2 separate regions of the Mus musculus genome follow, and region 1 is linked to region 2. The links are chromatin contacts, called in public HiChIP or PLAC-seq maps. All regions are on one chromosome and are shown on one strand. Each heading gives the region's core, a stretch centred on a gene start, on an enhancer-like site or on the middle of the called end of the contact. The rest is flanking DNA. Distances are from core to core; before and after follow the strand shown. Region 1 has its middle 6.9 kb from the start of Tnfsf14. Region 2 overlaps Rfx2 (regulatory factor X, 2 (influences HLA class II expression)).

What was found. HiChIP or PLAC-seq counts read pairs in DNA pulled down with a chosen protein or histone mark.
Region 1: a FOXA1 HiChIP or PLAC-seq map of pancreatic cancer cells shows a contact between it and region 2. The contact joins two enhancer-like sites. A contact is called at or near these places in 1 of 39 promoter capture datasets (liver), 1 of 115 datasets of contacts at active chromatin or transcription factors (pancreatic cancer cells) and 1 of 9 other capture datasets (liver).

What each region holds. Positions count from the first base shown.
Region 1 is chr17:57,198,621-57,203,553 of GRCm38.p6, forward strand. No RefSeq gene overlaps it. Among named protein-coding and RNA genes, the nearest start is that of Tnfsf14, 6.9 kb to the left of the region's middle. Within about 2 kb of position 3,446, at least 28 of the 459 cell types and tissues checked have an H3K27ac peak or open chromatin away from gene starts, as enhancers often do. A contact at or near this core is called in pancreatic cancer cells, where this site is marked.
Region 2 is chr17:56,811,131-56,816,277 of GRCm38.p6, forward strand. The region is part of intron 1 of Rfx2 (regulatory factor X, 2 (influences HLA class II expression)); the gene reads right to left. Among named protein-coding and RNA genes, the nearest start is that of Rfx2, 17 kb to the right of the region's middle. Within about 2 kb of position 3,676, at least 156 of the 459 cell types and tissues checked have an H3K27ac peak or open chromatin away from gene starts, as enhancers often do. A contact at or near this core is called in pancreatic cancer cells, where this site is marked.

The sequences.
Region 1 (4,933 bases), core at 2,196-4,695, 390 kb after region 2:
TGTGTGTGTGTGAAGGTGTGTGAGAGAGTGTATATAGGTCTCTGTGTTAGTGTATTAGTGTATGTAGGTGCATGTGTGTGTCTATAAGAGTGTATGTGCGAGTGTGAGTATGGTATGTCTTTGAGTGTGGGTGTATATAAGTGAAAGAATGTGTGTGTAAGTATATGTGACAGTGTACATATGTCAGTTTGTTAGTGTAAGTGTATTAGTGTACAAGTGAATGTATGTATTAGTGTACAAGTGAATGTATGTGTGGTATGTCTGTGAGTGAGAGTATGTGCATATGTGTGTGACAATGTATGTATGTCTGTGTAATAGTATAAGTATTAGTGTGTGTGAGTATGTGACTTGTGTTGAGAAGGTATGTATGTCTGTGTATTAGTGTGAGTATTAGTGTATGTAAGTGTGACAGTGTGTGGAAGTACGGTGTGTCTATGTGAGTGTGTGTGACTAGGTGTGTGAGTGCTGTGTGGTATGTCAGTGTGTTAATGTATTTAAAGAACACACTGAATATCTTCTTCAATGGCTTTCTAATATGTATATTATATTAATAATATATATTATTATGTATATATATATTTAATTTATTTTATTAATTAGGTATTTTCTTTATTTACATTTCAAATGCTATCCCAAAAGTCCCCCAGACCCCCCCCCCCACTCCCACTTCTTGGCCCTGGCGTTCCCCTGTACTGAGGCATATAAAGTTTGCAAGACCAAGGGGTCTCTCTTCCCAATGATAGCCGACTAGGCCATCTTCTGATACATATGCAGCTAGAGACACGAGCTCCGGGGGTACTGGTTAGTTCATATTGTTGTTTCACCTATAGGGTTGCAGATCCCTTTAGCTCCTTGCGTACTTTCTCTAGCTCCTCCATCTACATTATATTTTTAACATTTACTGTTACTTACCTTTGTCATTGTGAGTGTATGCATGTGTGTATACTGCCTGTGGGAACCAGAAGGGGGCACCAATTCTGCCGGATATGCACTTAGAGCTGCCTGTGAACTCCTTCCATGACCACTGAGAAACAAATGTGGAACATCTGCAACAGCACTATGAACCATGAACTAATGAAACCTATCTCCATCCTTCTCCTTACATCCCTCCATCCTCCTCCCTTCATCCCTCCATCCTCCTCCTTACATCTCTCCATCCTCCCCTTACATCTCTCCATCCTCCTCCTTACATCCCTCCATCCTCCTCCTTACATCCCCCCATCCTCCTCCCTTCATCCCTCCATCCTCCTCCTTACATCCCTCCATCCTCCTCCTTACATCTCTCCATCCTCCTCCTTACATCCCTCCATCCTCCCCCTTTCATTTCTCCATCCTCCTCCTTACATCCCTCCATCCTCCTCCTTACATCCTCCTCCTTATATCCCTCCATCCTCCTCCTTACATCCCTCCATCCTCCTCCTTACATCCCTCCATCCTCCCCTTTCATCTCTCCATCCTCCCCCTTTCATCTCTCCATCCTCCTCCTTACATCTCTCCATCCTTCCCTTACATCTCTCCATCCTCCTCCTTACATCCCTCCATCCTCCCCTTACATCTCTCCATCCTCCTCCTTACATCCCTCCATCCTCCTCCCTACATCTCTCCATCCTCCTCCTTACATCCCTCCATCCTCCTCCTTACATCCCTCCATCCTCCTCCTTACATCTCTCCATCCTCCTCCTTACATCCCTCCATCCTCCTCCTTACATCTCTCCATCCTCCTCCCTACATCTCTCCATCCTCCTCCCTACATCTCTCCATCCTCCTCCTTACATCCCTCCATCCTCCTCCTTACATCCCTCCATCCTCCTCCTTACATCCCTCCATCCTCCTCCTTACATCCCTCCATCCTCCTCCTTACATCTCTCCATCCTCCTTCTTACATCCCTCCATCCTCCTCCTTACATCCCTCCATCCTCCTCCTTACATCTCTCCATCCTCCTCCTTACATCTCTCCATCCTCCTCCTTACATCTCTCAATCCTCCTTACATCTCTGTATCCTCCTCCTTACATCCCTCATCCTCCTCCCTACATCTCTCCATCCTCCTCCTTACATCCCTCCATCCTCCTCCTTACATCCCTCCATCCTCCTCCTTACATCTCTCCATCCTCCTCCTTACATCCCTCCATCCTCCTCCTTACATCCCTCCATCCTCCTCCTTACATCTCTCCATCCTCCTCCCTACATCTCTCCATCCTCCTCCTTACATCCCTCCATCCTCCTCCTTACATCCCTCCATCCTCCTCCTTACATGTCTCCATCCTCCTCCTTACATCTCTCTATCCTCCTCCTTACATCTCTCAATCCTCCTTACATCTCTCCATCCTCCTCCTTACATCTCTCCATCCTCCTTACATCTCTCAATCCTCCTTACATCTCTCCATCATTCTCATTTTTTTTGACAGATTCCACTTGATACTGTTCTTGGTTAAGAACTTTAATACATTTTTTCACCAAATTTACCAAAATACTATGCTACATATACTGATTCACTAGTTCCTACACTCATCTACTTATTCATTTCTGTAAGAGTTTTAATTATTGTTTGTTGTTCTGGCATAGTACAGAAAGTAGACACCTTTTCTGCATTGGTAAATATTAACTTTGAATCTTCAGATACATATATTTCATTTGAAACCCTCATGTATGTCAGGACACTAGTGAGGGGCCACAGACAGTTTGGAGAGGCAGTCCAGAGACCAAGGGATGAGAAGATAGAAGCTATGGTACCAAGGCTTTTAGGAGCTTAGTGGGATGGGGATGGGTTAGTTGTAGTGGATGTGAGGTCATGGTAGAGGAAGAAATATGGGACAGTTACATACACTGAAGGTAGATGAAACAGACATATGCAAATCTATGTACCATTGTACATGCTTCATTTACATATGTGCATATGTGTGTGTGTTAATCTATAATGAATGGGGTGATATCACTTCTCTTAGACACCACTGGCTAACAGATAAAAGCCCAATACCAGAAATGGTTACTTCTTTGGGGGTTGTTGACTAGTGAGGTCCCATAGACACTCCCAAACCTTACAGACTAGTGCCAGTGCCGTTGGCTAAGCCCAGGACTTCACGGTAAGACCCCATTACTGAAGACACCACATACTTGAGTCATAGAACATGAAAAAGTTGAGGTGATATGTCCTGAGGGCTTTGTTCCCTTTGGCTGGCCTTCACAGCGCAGGAAGGAGAAAAGTCGCCAGCAGTCTCATACAGCTGCGACCCCTGCATGCTGTAATAACAATGGGCCTGGCAAGGGATGCCCACTGACCAATAGTGAACCTAACACCGTAGGTGTAACCAGCCACCTTTTGGTTGGACTTAAGTCCCTCTTACAAGAAGAATCCTCTACCTGGCATCATGACTGGGCCACAGGACCTAGGGGAGATCCTATCGACTCATAATGACTCATCATTACAGCCCAAAGATCAGAGCAGCTTTCAACCATTGCCTGAGAAGTTTCTATTTGCATTAGTTGGCGATTAACACAGAGAGCTGCAGAGACTAAGAGACTGAAGATTTTTCACCTCTAAATGAAACATTTACCTGCACCTACTCTTCCCACAGTCCAGGGGTCATTCTAGAAGAGGGGGCAGAAAAGAGCACAAGAGCCAGAGGTAGTGAACAACTCTAAGGAAATTAGAGTCCTAGTCAGGGTTCCTATTGCTGGGATGAAACACCATGACCAAAGCTACTTGGGGTGGAAGGGTTTATTTCCACATTGTAGCTCATCATTAAAGAAAGTCAGGACAGGACTACACACAGGGCAGGAACCTTGGGAGTTGTAACTTTCCTAAACCCTGCCAGCGTGGTAAACTGCCGTCCACAAAGGACCATCTACACCTGGAGGACACAGCAGCACAAACCATGTGAGTCACAGTAGCCTAGGGAACAGAGACTCCTGAGGAATCAGATAGGACAGGGCTGAGCTGTGAGTAAGCGGGTGTGTGTGTGTGTGTGTGTGTGTGTGTGTGTGTGTGTGAGCGTGTGTGTGTGTGTGTGTGTGTGTGTGTTTGTGTGTGTCAGCGGAGGGAGACAATAGGTACCTCTAGAAACTCCAGAGCGGGCTGAGAGATAACTGTTGGCTAAGAGCTTGCTGTGTGAGGGAGAGAACTAGATGTCCGTCCTCGGAGCCCACATAATCCTAGCACAAGAGACAGAGACAGCCTAGCTGACTACTGAGCTCTCAGTAAAAGGGAGTAAAACCCCATCTCACAAACATGGTTCACCCACCTGGAGAAAGGTGCTGTGTGTCATGTTAAAAGCCACGCCACCTCCTTGCCCGGGTTGCATGCAGCCCGAGCTCCTGGCTTTGCCCAGGACTGTGGCTCATGCAGAGGATCAATCATAACCAACCCCTAACCTGGGAAAGCTGGGAGCTGCCATCTGCACGCCACCGGTCCCTCTCTGTTCCTCTCTTTCTCTGTCCACCTTAGCTCTGTGGAATGAAAACACTAGACGGTTTTATTATTTTAGAATTTGTCAGGTAGCACAATTGCTCCCCAAAACTTACCAGCTAACTTGTATCAGCTGGTCTACATCAGCCAGCCTCCACCGGTGGCGGAGGGCCCCCGGTTCTAATTTCCCTAAGATCTTACATGACTGCTGCTTTCTTCTTGTTTCAGTGCATGGCTGCAAAAGCCCCTCTCTCCTTTCTTGAGTCCCCTTTTTTCTCCCCTGGAACCCGGAAGTCTCACCTTTACCCTTCCCCCAGCCTTCTTTATTGATCAAATCAAGAACCAATTAGGGAACCAGATTTTAGTAATAGCTCCTCCCCCTACAGAAAGGTATGTTGGTTAAGAACACATACCGTTCTTGCAAAGGCCCCAGGGTCAGTTCCCAGCATCTATAATTTTGCAGCTCACCTGTAATTCCAGTTCCAGGAGATCCAAAGCCCTCTTCTGGCCTCCATGTGTACTGAACACA
Region 2 (5,147 bases), core at 2,426-4,925:
CTCAGCATTTTCTGGCTATCAACCCTCTGAAGCCTGAGGTTGAACTCACACAGACACCCACACACTGAGTGGAGAGAGGGCTCAGAGGTCCAAGGGCGGGGGCGCCCTTGCCAAGTGCCGGCCACCCTTGTAAGATTTCCTTCAGCTGAACTTTTGCAGTGCCTGAAGCCAGCCCTGTTTTTGCCATTTGGAGACTGGGTCTCCAGTAGGCCTGAGTTCACTGAGTGCTGAGGTTGGCCTTGAACTCCTAACCTCCAGCTTCCACTTCTCCAGGGCTGCAGTGTGTGATAGCCGTCACCACACATGATTTAAGGGGTGCAGGGGATGGAACCGCCTATTGAGCCCCATCAGTTTGCCTCTGGCACAGGTGGGTTTCCAGTTGGAATTGGCAACTAGTTCCCCACTGTGAATCTTCACATTCCATTTCTTTTTCCGGCCTACAAGGGGGCTCAGTGGGTCAAGGCACTTGCCACCAAGACTGACAACCAGGCCCATGATGGATGCCAGCTGTCCTTTGGCATGCAAGTTGTGATACAAGTACCCTTCAACTCATACACAACAAATAAATACAACAAAGAAATAAGAGTTTCAGAGGGGTCACACGGCTTGCTTTCTGTCACAAGGGAGCAGCTCTGGGAAGGACCTGTGCCTGCAGAGGCCCAGTGACAGACGGAAACTTCAGTGACTGGGGAGTTGGAATGCTGCAGGTCCTGGGCCTAATTCACTTTATATCGGGCTAGCCTTAGCCTCCTAAGTAGCCATTTCTCACTCCTCTGTATCAGACTTAACATCTAGACTAGAGATAAAAACCCTCTGGGATGTTATCACTTAGAGAACCCCAGTTACCACCAGCCCAGAGGCTGAGTCCTCAGGGTGTCTGAGGCCCGCAGCTGTACTTCTGTCCTGTGCGGTGGCTGACACTGGGGTCTCCAGCAGGGAACGTAGTGCATCCTCAGTTACTGCTTTGTCCCATTATGGCAAAGCTCCACTGAATAGCCTTCATGCTCAAATGAGGAACTTGAGGTCAGCTAACTCTGTGCTCCTGGATTCTCAAGTTTGCTCTGGAATAAACTCACCCCATGTGAGTGGAGAGCCATGGTTTTATGTCTACATGGGGAAAGTAAACTCACCCGTCATGTCCGGGTGCTCGGAAGTTACCAAGGTGGTGACTTGGGACTGGGGTAGAGCTGGCGGCTGACAGTGCTCTGCCTTCAGGGAGTGGGTGTCAGAGGTGTCACATGGACATGCACAGACACACAGTGCCCACCTAACATGGCTCAGTCACTCCCAGGACAGCACCATTTTGTCCCTGTAGACAGATGCCTGTCTGTAGCTGCACCCTGGGTCCCAGGAAACTGGCTAGCTCTGGTTTTCACTGCACACGAGGCTCAAGGCATGTTCACCCTGACTAACTCCCTTATGCCTCACTATGGGTTCCTCCACAGTGTACAGCCCTGAGGCCTGAAGCTACGCCACTCCCTCCTGCCCACCTGGACCTGTGCTCTGTCCTGGTCCCATCATCCCTTCCTCTTGCTCACTGCACCTTGACCAGGGGAACCAAACTGTGGATGGCAGCTGACAGCCAAGGACAAGATGGAGCAGGAGGCACTGTCCCCCATCCCTCCTGCCTGTGGGCAGTCACAGCACAGCTCACAGGTCTTCCCTCTGCCCCACAGCATCTTCTGGGCTCTGAGACTGGTGATGATGGGGGAGGGTATAGCTAGTGTTTACTCAAGTGGCAAAGCAAGCACTTCCATGGGAAATTAAAAAACAAAAAGCAGTTAGGCCCAATGAGATGGCTCTGAGCTCTGATGTCCTGATTCAATTCCTGAGATCCACATGGTGGAAGGAGGGAACCAATTCTCAAAAGCTGCCCTCTGACCCACCCAAGTGAGCTATGGCATGCCTGTGAAGATATACATACACTCACATAAATAGAACATGTAAGATAATCCACTAAAAAGGTGCTGTGTGTCTACTCTTATAAGCCAGGAGCTCACACAGCCCAGGCTGACCCAAGCTCATGATGTCGGTGAGGCTGGGCTTCGACTCCAGGGACTCTACTTCTCTCCTCTCTGCCTCCCAATCACTGGGGTGACAGGCACGTGCCACTGCACAGAGAGCACTAGATCTTAGCCATGGGTTGGGTATGATGGAGCAGAGCTGCTGGCTTGTCCTTCAGTTTTTCATACACCGAGCTTGCTTCCATTTTTATAGGACACTGTCACATTCAGTGCTGGGAGCAACCCTGAAAGTTCAGAAACCTGTTGAAATTCTTTTAAATGTCCCAGACACAAGCTGAGTCACTATAGCTGGGACACTGGGCCCCCAGGCAGTGGTGGCGCACGCCTTTAATTTCAGCACTTGGGAGGCAGAGACAGGTGGATTTCTGAGTTCGAGGCCAGCCTGCTCTATAGATTGTGTTCCAGAACAGCCAGGGCTACACAGAGAGACCCTGCTCAAAAACAAACAAACAAACCGCTGAGACAGTAGCCACTCAGCATCAAATGATAGTCTTCTGAAAAGTAGGGGGTGAGTGATGTACAGAGGAAGTTAGTGACAGGCTCCAGGGTGCATCGTGGGAGCACCCGAGACCCAAGTAAAGGTGGCAGCCAAATCCCCTCAGAGCAGCCCTGCTCCCAAGTCTGGATTTATAGCTTCTTGTGGGGGCAGGGTGTCTGAACAGAACTCAGGCCAGTGTTTACCTCAGCAACGGGGCCCTGGGAAATAGTCCCTGTCCCTAGCCACAGGGAGGAGTAGGAGGGCGGTGGGTCTGATCCTGATCCAGCCAGGGCTGGAAAGCGGCCTGCAAGAGGCACCTGTCGTGAGCCTGCCCCAGCATCTTTGGTGTACCCTATCAGATCACTCTGGGATCCCAGTGTCAGGGGGGATCCCAGCACAGGGGATCAGAGTGTTCTGGGTTCAGGTTCCAACACCAGCCCGTCCCGAGTGGGAGTGTTTTGGGGGCTCTGCTCTGCTTTGTCAGCCATCAGAGTGGCCCAGATAGAGACCCTAGAAACACAGGAATTAAGAGTTTCTTTAAACGCCTTTAATCCCTGCACTCAGGAGGCAGAGGCAGGTGGATTTCTGAGTTCAAGGCCAGCCTGGTCTACAGAGTGAGTTCCAGGACAGCCTGGGCTATACAGAGAAACCCTGTCTCGGGGGGAAAAAAAAAGAGTTTCTTTAAAATTCCACTGAAAACTAAAATCAGAGTCCGTGGGACTCTCGGTGCCTGCTACCTGCCAGCTCCCCACCCCCTCCCGCGAACCTCCACATCATCTAATCAGAAAACACATGCAGATGCTGGATGGGAACCGGGCGCCGGCCTCTGGCGCCGCGTGCCCAGCCCTCATTGTTTGCTGAGTAACAACGGTTGCCAGGGGCGACGCAGTCCACTCCCGTTTCCAAGCGCCCGTTGCCCAGCAACCCAGAGAATACTTCCCAAACCAAACAATGTCATCCCCGGGGCAACTTCTCTATCTCACGTTAAGCAGATCTAAAATAAAAATAAATAAATAAATAAAAAAGAAAGCCCTTCCAAATATGTAATCTATTATTTTCAGAGGCCTGAACAGCAAGACAAATAATTTCTTCTCTATAGTAACCAGGATGGACCGGCAGCTCACCAGATCTGTTCTGAGGCTAGAAGCCCAAACCAATGCTTCGCTCAGCTCCCAGTGATCCTGAGGCCGGCTGCCACCCTTCCCAGTCCTGGACCAGGAAGAAGGATGGGCTCAGTTTACCCTTAGGCAGCAAGTCACACACAAGTCTTCTCTAGGCAAAGAAGCAGGGGTTAAGCTATTTGAGAAAAGTGCAAGATCAGAGCAGTTGCCTAACATCCTGGACTCCACAGAAGGTAGCAAGCATGAGCGGAGCCGCACACACCAGTGGCTCAGGGTGGCCCTGTCCCAGAGGACTCCACGGAGAGTAGGGACTGCTACTCTGTCTTCTGCCCTCCCAGAGAGAAGCAATGGCTAAGAAGAATTGGGTGACTTCAGAGGCCCTGCTGGGCTCGAGGGTGCGGCCTTTAAGGCCCATGTGAGGAACAGCCCTGGCCAACATCCTTTGTAAAGGCCAGTGAGCTTGTCATCCAGGCAGGGCCTAGGCTCTGAAGCCATCTCCTTTCCCTGATAATTACATTACTCAGTAGTGTATGTGTGAGCATGCACCCGCTATGCACAGAAGTCTGCTTTCTCTTCCCACTAGGTGGGTCCTGGGCATCCAACTTGCATTTTTTTAGGCTTGGCAGCAAGCACCTTTACCCACAAGTTACTTCTGTAGCCCTTGAGACAGATTCAATCAAAGCACAGAACCAGTGTCCAGCCTCCCGGGCCAGTGCTGGATCATTCCAGCACTGCATCAATAAACATGGGTCAATTAAGTGGCCCTGTGGCTTCCAGTGCAGACAGGACAGGGCCCCGGTGAAGTCAGAATTTGGTGGTGGTGGTTTGTTGTTTGTTTGTTTTTTGTTTTCTGAGACAGGGTTTCTCTGTGTAGCCCTGGCTGTCCTGGAGCTCACTTTGTAGACCAGGCTGGCCTCAAACTCAGAAATCCCCCTGCCTCTGCCACCCGAGTGCTGGGATGCTGCTGCTCAGTGACACTGGGGCAGTCACTGACTGCTGGGGTGGCTGTATTGCCACTGCTGCTCTGGGGATACATCTGGTGTTCTACATTGGCTTTGGAGGTGCTGTGGTGAGGCCATGGAACCTCCTGTTCAAAGGAGGAACAGTGCAGGGGTCTTAGCTGTCTAGGGCTTGGGCAGCAAGATGGAACAGAGGAAAAGGCATGAGGGCCTACGGAAACTCACACTTGGTAAACCTGGCCAAGGACCCATGGCTGGGCACCCACAGGCCCCACAGGTGGGTCCACTTCTATCACCTTGCTAAATGGACATAGTATCAACATGTCTCTAATGAAGTGTCTCTCCTCTTTCTGGATGTGAGGCCAGGGTTGAGTGCAGCACCCAAGCCTTATCAGAGAAGTATCTTTGTGCAGTGGACGGTCGGGTCGGTGTCAACACAGAAGCATACAATTGACCAAAAAGAGAGAAAAAGACACCACGTGCTCAGCCACAGACGGGGGTCTACATCACAGCTTGCAGGGACTGTGTAATGACAGGAGAGAGGGCAGAGAGGCTGGAGAGCCTG